Regions from separate parts of the Sus scrofa genome. Here region 2 is linked to region 1. Evidence: chromatin contacts called from public Hi-C data. All regions are on one chromosome and are shown on one strand. Each heading gives the region's core, a stretch centred on a gene start, on an enhancer-like site or on the middle of the called end of the contact. The rest is flanking DNA. Distances are from core to core; before and after follow the strand shown.

Region 1 (4,559 bases), core at 1,047-3,546:
TCAAATTGTCAAGCATTGAAAAGTGGGTAATCAAATCCAGAATTCCCTGGAGTATGGCTAGTGAGAAGGATTTTTCTCATTAACAGTGTTTTTACGGCCACAATTGGTTCCCTAGGCACTTATGTCACCGACAGTATCCCAGAGCATTATATGAGATGTGTAACAAGAGTGGAATAAGTTGTGACCTAGAAAGACTCAGGTCCGCTTCAAAATCTGACTCTGGTCAGCACAGAGCATCAAACTGGAACCCTCGGAAGAGCTTTCTATATGTGTGTGTGTATGATTTGTGGAGTCCTAAAAAAGTGATACAGGAGTTCCCATCGGGGCTCAGCAGAAATGAATCTGACTAGTATCCATGAGGACACAGGTTCGATCCCTGGCCTCGCTCAGTGGGTTCAGGATCCAGCATTGTCACGAGCTGTGGTGTTGGTCGCAGATGCAGCTCAGATCCCGTGTTGCTGTGGCTGTGGGGTAGGCCAGTGTCTACAGCTCTGGTTAGACCCCTAGCCTGGGAACCTCCATATGCCATGGGTGCGCCTCCCCCCCAAAATAAAAAGAAAAGAAAAAGAAAAAGTGATACAAATGCACTTATTTACAAAACAGAAGCAGACTCACTGAAAACAAACTTATGGTTACCAAAGGGGAAAGGAGGAGGAGATGGGTAAATTAGAAGCTTAGTATTAACATATACACACTACTGTATTTTATATTTAAAATAGGTAACTAATAAGAACCTACTGCAGAGCACAAGAAACTCTACTCAATACCCCATAATAACCTGACAAAGAATAGATAAATGTATATGTATAACCGATTCACTTTGTGGTCCACCAGAAACTACACCAACACCGTAAATCAACTATACTCTGGTATAAAATAAAATTTAAATAAGTAGATTAATTAATTGATTAACTAATCACAACATTAGGAACATCAGCTATGTAGATAATCACTCCTGATTTAACCTCTGTCTAATCCTGAGCCCTGTGCTGTGTCTTCCTAGGAGAGAATGCATCAGAATTATATGGTTTACTACTGATTTGTCCTGAGCCATATGATGGGGCTAGAAAACGTCCACAGAGCATCCTAGGAGACACTCTATCAGAACATTCCCAGCTAAAGAGGCCAATGCCAGTAGTCATAGGTTACTCTTATTCCTTTTCCCAGAAAGCTCAAGACTATCACAGAGGCTGCTGCATAAAAGTTGGTGGAGGCCTCTGACTTGTTCTAGCCTCCTAGCTCTCAGTCCAGGCTACACATCAGAATCATTTGCCACCGGCCGCCCCAAACCCTAGACTCATTAAATAAAATCTGGTGGTGGGCTAGGACATGGGTGTGCTTTTAAATTTCTCTGGGTGATTCTGCTACAGAGCTTGGGTTGAGAACTGCAGATCTAATCCAGCTACCTAATTTTCCTGGTAGAGGACCCTGAGCTTGCAGAGGTTACTGTCCAAAACTGTGATTTACAGTGTGATTGCATCTCCATCGGCGGTTGTCTTTTCCAGCACGGCGTTGTCTCACTATAGCACTACTGGACATCATGTCCCAAATGTTATAGCCCTTTATGTAGAAAAGCAACACATCCAACCCCATCCCCTGCCTCTCTTTTCATGCATGCAAGTGGATGTGCTATAAATCCCCCAGAACTCTGCTGGAGACGGTGGGTGGGGCCACAGGGTCAGGGTGAGACTGTCAGGACCGCAGGGAAGAGTGGCTGGAGGACCCACTGCTTTCTCTAGCTGGTGTGCGGACAAGGGAGTGGACGCAACCTCATTGTCCACTATGTGTCCATTGTTAGGGTCCACTGTCTGAGCACAACAGCCCTAAGTTATGGCTGAGTCTGGGCCCGAGAATATCCATGGTCAATCCCCACCCCCATCCTTCCCCAAAAATGTCCCGCACTGGACATTAAATGACCTGCTCACCTTACGCTGGATTAATTCTTGTCCACATGTTTCACTGAAAGATCCTTTCTCAGGCTGCGAATCCCAGGCCTTTTCCCCAAACCCGCAGGCCACCCTCTCGCTGCACCCTTGCTGCGGGTCTGCCTGGCCTTGCTCTCCATCTGATGGACAGCTGATACCCAGGGGACACCGGTTGGTAGCCTTGGACTTCTCAGCTTAATCGCCCTGGCTTTAATGCCACTTAAATCAGAATGTAAGCACTGAAGGAATTTCAGGAATCCGATGATATAAATTGTATTTTTAGAGCCGTGAATGACTTGAGCGAGTGAAACAGTGCAGTGACTGAAGAGAATTCTCTCCCGTTTCCCATGATTTATCACAGGCGAGGTCACGGCAGGTTAAAATACTTGAACGCCGCGATAGCATACGTCCTGGCATGGTTTTATGAGTAGTCATTCATAACATATTTGTCGCAAAGCATAATTTCCAAGATAGAACCCTGATCCACATGCAGTTTTTTTTTTTCACAGCAACAACACAGGCGCAGTAACTCCTTCGTGGAGGCTGCTTCCATTTTCACAATGTCCAGCTCCACGCTAGAGCTTCGGGGAAAGGGACCGAGGAAGTGACTGGTTCGCCAACTGAAACTGTAAGTAGATCCTGACCAAACGCTTCCTTTTCCTGGAGGACAGAAAGGACTGGCCTTTCCGGGATGGATGGAGCTCAGGGGGTTCTGCTCTGCAGACTCCACTTGTCTCTTACAGCGTCTTTGATTTTCTTTTTTCCTTTAGTGTTGATTTTTTGCTTCTCTCCCGGTGTGCTTTCCCACCTGCTGATTAGCTGTGGCCCCCAGGGAAGGAATTCTCCCCTCTGTAATCAAAGGCTCTCCTCTGGGGAGACCACACAGGGACCCTGGGCAGCAGAGCGAGATCTCGAATGTGTGATGGGACCATATGGGACCTTATTTTGTTATACATCTACTGAATTTCTCTTTGGAGCCCCGATATTTCTTAGTTATGGAGACATGAGCTCAGTCACATCAGGATGTCCACGCTCAGATCTGAGGAGGCCATGGAACCATCTCATTTGCCATCCTCAGGCCGGTCCGGATGCTGCAGCCGTGTCCTGTGAGGGATGCTGGGCTGCAGGGCAGGTGGGAAGGGTTCCTTCCCGGGCACCCCCACCATCAGATCGGCTTTCTTGGTTTCCCCCCGACCTCCACCTCCCCCGGTTTGAATAGTCGTATCAGGTCTGGAGAAGGAGTTTCCCAGATTTTCATCCAAGCTTCTCAATCTTTGGTTTATGCCCAGCGCCTGGGATGTGAGACTCAAAAGCTAAAAATATGACTCTTTTATCTACACTTTGCTGGTTTTCCCTCCGCCGAAGCATGAAGACCGACAGCCTAGCTGCCCGATGAGAGAAAAATGTGGGCAGATATCTCCTGGTCATTTCCCATCACTGTCATGAAGGCACCAGAGGAAGGCCTGGCTCAGGGCAGGCAGTCCGCAAAGGCAGCTGCTCTCTTTACAGCAGGTGGATTAGAGAAGCAGTTGAGAACACAGGCTCAGGAGTTCCCACTGCGGCCCCGCACAGTGGGTGGAGGGATCCAGCATTGCCGCAGCTCAGCATAGGTGGCAGCTGCGGCTTGGATTCCACCCCTGACCCAGGAATTTCCATATGCCTTGGGTGCGGCCATTAAATAACATTGTTTTTTAAAAAAAGGAAGAAGAACACAGGTGGCAGAAGGTCAGTGTCTGAGTCCCTGGTTTCCTGGCTCTGCATCCTTGAACAAGTTACCTAACCTTTCTGTGCCTCAGCTCCGCATGTACAAAACAGAGATTATGATAGCACCTGCCTTACGCGGTCCTCCATGAATCATGTTCTTATTATGATTACTGCTACCGCAAACGTCTGTCTCTTAAAGCCATTGGCGACCCTGTGTGGATGCCACCAACACACAGTCCATCACAGGTACCACTTCTCAGGGGAGAGGCTGGGCTGAGTTTCCTGGAAACGCAACCCTCTGGGGACACTGGGGGGCGGGAGGAGGGTCTTAAGAGTTGGGTTAAGAAGGAATCAGCTGTCAGTCAAGGCGGCTTCTTGAGGAGGGAGCATGGGAACTGGAAGACACAGCCGTGCCTCCAATCCCGGGGACAAAAAAAGAGGCTGAAGGGGAGCAGGGTTGGAGAACGGCCAAGTCCGTGTGCCGGGGCCGTACCTGGTTGGCCTTGCTGGCAGGTGCTGGCGATCAGAACAGACGCTGGGCCTCTCCTGAGATGTGAGCCCTGCATGGGCTGTGGGAGGTGCCAGAGTGGGGTGGGGGGGACACTGAGGGAGAGACAGTGGTCCAGCAGCCCCCGTCTTCATAAAGCCCCCATCAAACTGATGCTCATTCCCATCCAATGAGAATGCGGGCACCTCGACCCTCCCACCAGCCCCTCCCTTGTGTCCCAGAGCCAGGCCGGCCGTGTCCCTCTCAACCCACACTCCGGCAGGACGACAAGTCCGCCCGGACCGTGGAAAGGACCTCCCAGCAGGGGTCAGGCGACCTGGACTCGAGATCCAGCTGCGAGACCAGTCAGCCCCTGGCCTTGGACAAGCCCCGTCACCTCCATGGACCCGGGGCCCCCGTGGGGAGGTGCGGGGCAGCTTCAT
Region 2 (4,559 bases), core at 1,296-3,795, 110 kb after region 1:
TGCAGAGGGAAAACAGTCCACGCCTGTCCAGCTCATCCAGGTCAGGCAGACCCTTCCAGTTAGCGCTGGCTTCAGCTGTTTTCATCACAACTTTCACTGAAACAATTCTCTGCCAAGTTGTCGTGTGCCTCTCCTGAGCCCTCAAGAGCAAAATCTGCTTGGCTTTTTTTTTTTTTTTTTTTTTTAATATTGCTCAGAATCAGTTTTTTCCTCCACTCAGATAATTCATTAGCATTCCTTATCCCAGGCCTCTCTTCCCTGCAGGGCACCTCCCAGCCACCGGCATTCCAGAGCTGGCCGGGCTTCTTCCAGGCTCCTGGGCTCTTCCCAAACCTCCCTCCACTTCTTTTCATTGCAGGGCAGGAGCCTGGGGCTCGCCAGAGAGCAACAACATGTGGGTAGAGTAAGAGATCCCTCTGTGCCCCCTGATGACACAATGCCCCTTCCCCACTGTCTGAACCAGGAATCTGTATGTTACATCACATAGCAAGAGGTGTTAAGGCTGCACGTGGAATTAAGCTCGATAATCAGCCAACCTTGCAACAGAGTTTATCCAGGTGGGCCCAATAGGATCACAAGCATCCTTCAACGTGGGAGAGGGAGGCCGAAGGGAGAGGGCAGAGCCATATCACGTGATAAGATCTTGCCCCACCTGCTGGCTTTGAAGATGAATAGGGAGCCAAGAGACAAAAACCATGGGCGCCCTCTAAAGCTGGAAAGGGCAAGGAAACAACTCGCCCCTAAAACTTCCACAGGGGAAAGTAGCCCTGATAATACTGTGATGTTAGCCCCGGAAGATCCGCTTTGGACTTCTGACCACCACAACCGCCAAGATAATAAATGAGCATCATTTGAAACCACTGGAGTTTCAAACCACTAGGAAAATAACGCCCTCTATAGGAGCCTGTTACCAAATGACAGATACACTCAGCATATCTCATCGTCCTGCAAACAGGACTCCATCCCCAAGGGGAACGCGGGTCGGATTCCTCTGCCTCCTTTCTGACACATCAGGAATTCAATGGCCTATCCCGGAAGACCTCATTTACGCGAGCGACTGGTCCGATTCAGAGGGAGGACTCAAGGATCCGGGGCTCTGGGCAAGGCCCGAACTCAGAGCGTTGGAAGTCGTCCCATCAGGTCTTCATCTGTCACCGCCTGAGCTTTGCAGGGTTTAGCGCTCTCAGACACACGCCATAGATGGTACTGGAGGCTCACGTGCATAGCAGGTTGCAAAAAAATCCAACCCCAAACTATGTGTGCATAGAGCTTAGTTTTCATTTTCTGTGCGGCCCCAAGGACACAAGATTCTTGAGAGCGGGGTCTTTGTTTTATTTACAGATGAGCCTATCACACCTGGCACATTCTGGATGCGCAGTCACTCGGTGTCGTATTCGGGACGGATTTTCCCCTCGGGAGGGAGGGACTCCCTCGTGGAAAAAGTCTTTGAGCCTTGCCGAGCGGAGCCCAAACCCAGCTCAACATCCCTCAGCTCCAGAGACCCTCCCTTCCAGAGTTCAACCCAACTGAGAACCCAAAAGGGCTTCACAGTGTCCCAGCTGGATCTGCGGACACCCTGAGCAAAGTTTGTCCAAAAAGAGCACATCCCAGAAAAATGAGAGGCGTTTCGTTTTCTCCGCGGACGTGTATCCAGGTTTGATGCGGGAGCTGGGAGATGTACGCTCCATCTCTGCCTCCCTGTGCAAACGGACGGGGAATGTAAGGACCCTGGTTCCTGGGAAGCCTCTTATTTTCAGGGGTCCAGCCTCTCTGCAAAGCGCCGTCGCCGGGAGTTCGCGGGCTGGCAAGTCCCTTCCCGGGATGGGAGACGCCCACCGCCCGCCTCCCGCCTCCCGCCTCCCGCCTCCGGTCTCTCACCGCCCGCCTCCCAGGAGAGGCCCCGCCCCCGGGTCACCACCCACCCACCTGGCCCCGCCCACCTGCCCCCCCCGCCCACCTGCCCTCTCACCTGCGCGCGGGGCGCCGCGCGGCGCTCCTCCCCTTCCCGCGGCCCGCGGCTCCGCCCCCGCGCGCGCGCCCGCCGCCTCCCCGTCTCCCCCACCCCGCCGCGCCGCTCGCCGCAAAGAGTTAAGCCCAGCTCCCGGGACTCCTCCGGCGGCTCCGAGTCCCGGGCCCGGCTCGCTGCTCCTGATTGGCTGAGCTCCTGTCAGTAGTAAAAAAGGATCAGATAGCAAACTTGGGACCTTCATAAAGGCGTGGTGGGGATGCTCGACGGGCGCGGGCAGCCTATGACATCAGCCGAGCACGCCTGGGATGCCGCGGCGCCCCGCCAGACTCCGAGGAGGCGCAGGGCCCCGCCGGCGGAGAGTGGAGTAGCCCCGCACGGCGAGGGGGGAAGCCGCCACTTTGCCGGGGACCCTGGTTTCGGTCACTGGCTGCCGCTGTACTCCTACCCGAGGGCGCTCGCGGAAAGTTGGATGAATTCTGGGTTGTTAACTGCGGTCAGCTGGGCTCCCGGGAGCCCGTTGCTGGTGGAAATCAGGAGGCATCTGGCCAAGGGGCCAGCGGCTCGCGGAGACTCAACATGACACTCCTGGGGTCCGAGCACTCTTTGCTGATTAGAAGCAAGTTCAGATCAGGTAGGGCTAAGCACTTAGCATTCCTTCTTCAACTTTTCCTCTCCTGCACGTCTCGGCTCCAGTCTGATCTCCAATAAATGCTTCAAAGCCAGCTCCTTTAACTCTGTTCTCCAGAAGCACATTTGGGAAGTGAAGAATTTTACTTGTTTGGGGGTGGGGGGGTGGGTCTTTAATGTCGTCTGTTGCAAACGCTTTGGGTTATAGAGCGCGGTTTTTGTTTGTGAAAAGGCCAGTCGTTTGATTTCATGTTTTGTCTCTGTATCTGTGAGCAGAAGTTTTGAAAGGGTCCGTCCGAAAGGAACAACCTTGAAAGTGAGCAAATAGGGGACTTCATGCTTCAGAGCTGCATGGTATCAGTTAGAATTGCTGAGAAGATGGACCTGGTCTTGCATAGTAGATACAGGGGTCACTGCAAATGTAGCTAATCCAAACAAATGTATTTCCCAAAAAAGTCACTTGGGGGAAGTAAAAATAGCAAATTTGGAGCACACCAAGTATTTAAAATGACATCACTGTAGGAAAAAAAAAAAAAAAAAGTCCAGTGCCACAAATATTTTTTCCCAAACCATCTGATATTTATAAATGGAGACTTTTCCCCCAAATTTCTGTGTTAGTGGTGATAGAGAAACTTCTCAGAGGACGCTGTGTGAAGGTGAGTGGAGAGGAGACAGGGCTTTCACTACCACATGAGGGGTTGGTACGGATGTGTGGGCCTCCCCATTGAGACCAGGAGGCTTCCTAAAATCCTTCTCAGTAGCTCTGTGCAGAATATTGGTTTTATAAAAGTGGTAACAAACTGCTCGATAAATACATGGTTACAACTTCTGTTTAGATGGTGGGTTACTTTCTGTGAATTCTGATGGGCGCATTTCTGTAGCAGGTGTTAGAAGGATGCTGGTGTAGTTTGCTAAGTGTTCCATAACCCCTGCCCACCCCCCAAGGGGGCCACTCGGCGTTTCCCTTGGACGGATGTTATAAGAAACGAGAAGAGTGGATGCTGGAGAGTAAGGTCCTCTGAGACTTCTCTAGGAACTCCTGGCTTTTAGGTGTCTGTGGGGTCCACTGGCGATTTGCTGTGGCTCTGTACCGGGTCAAAGCGAGATGAAAACTTGAGGACTTAGGCAGCCGTGAGTCTCAGCGCCCTGAAGATCCAGGGCAAGTCTGCCAGATCCTGCATGGATTAATCTTTCCCTTCCTTCCCCGGTGAGGTGAGGTGGTTGGCCTGTTAATCCACTAGAGACTTCGCCTCTGCTTTGTAATTTGGTCGAAACCGCAGGGCAACACTGCCACCTTTCTGAAGAAGAGAGGATGTGGATTTATTTTTGCAAGAAGCTCCGCTCATTTCAAAGGCTCCCTTGCCAGTTTCCTCCAGGGGCAGAGGAGGGGCTGGTTTGTCTCAGTAGGATTTGGTGATGTACACTTCGTAGTAGAGTTGCGAAACAGACCCATCAAACGAATGCTTCCTTCAGCCACAGTGCAAAGGAAGACGCTATTTATTCTGTTCCTGTATCAGTGGGTTGGCGGAGCCTGGGTGTCTCCAGGGTGGACCCCGCAGACCTGGACCCTGGAGCTCTGAGGATTCCAATTGCAGCCTCACGTTGGTTTTGGTTTTGGTTTTGGTTTTTCACTTGGACGGGCTTTCGTGTCACAGGAAGGGTTGCTTTGGGAAAAGATCTCAGAGCAGCCAGAGGCAGGTGCAACCCTCTACCTTTGATAGACAGGGGAGCTGGGTCTGGAAACGGACACAGTCGTTTCGTCAGCCGAGATGCAAAAGGTTGAGAAATCTCCTGAAAGATACAGAAGAAAACAAGCCAAATGTAAAACTAAGTAAATGTGATATTGGGCACAGTGATTTTCCTTCCTGGCGATAATTACAGCCACAGCCCGGAAGTCCAGCTGGCAGCATGCAAACAGGAGGGTCTCTTCCGAAGGGTCCTGGGTTTATTTGGCGGCCAGCAG

Evidence for each region. Hi-C and Micro-C count contacts between places; a contact is called where the count stands out from the background.
Region 2: a contact with region 1 is called in a Hi-C map of embryonic fibroblasts, with 2.4 times the contacts expected there. The contact joins the promoter of MYOCD here to the enhancer-like site in region 1. A contact is called at or near these places in 6 of 47 Hi-C or Micro-C datasets (embryonic fibroblasts, fetal heart ventricle, heart right ventricle and 2 more).

What each region holds. Positions count from the first base shown.
Region 1 is chr12:56,824,300-56,828,858 of Sscrofa11.1, forward strand. No RefSeq gene overlaps it. Among named protein-coding and RNA genes, the nearest start is that of MYOCD, 110 kb to the right of the region's middle. Within about 2 kb of position 2,297, at least 5 of the 83 cell types and tissues checked have an H3K27ac peak or open chromatin away from gene starts, as enhancers often do.
Region 2 is chr12:56,929,083-56,933,641 of Sscrofa11.1, forward strand. It overlaps MYOCD (myocardin), which reads left to right and starts at 2,546. Exons shown (of 14, transcript NM_213745.1): 1 at 2,546-2,600. The coding sequence starts at 2,546. LOC110256113 (a long non-coding RNA gene) reads right to left here and starts at 2,023. Exons shown (of 2, transcript XR_002337384.1): 1 at 1,970-2,023; 2 at 164-1,698.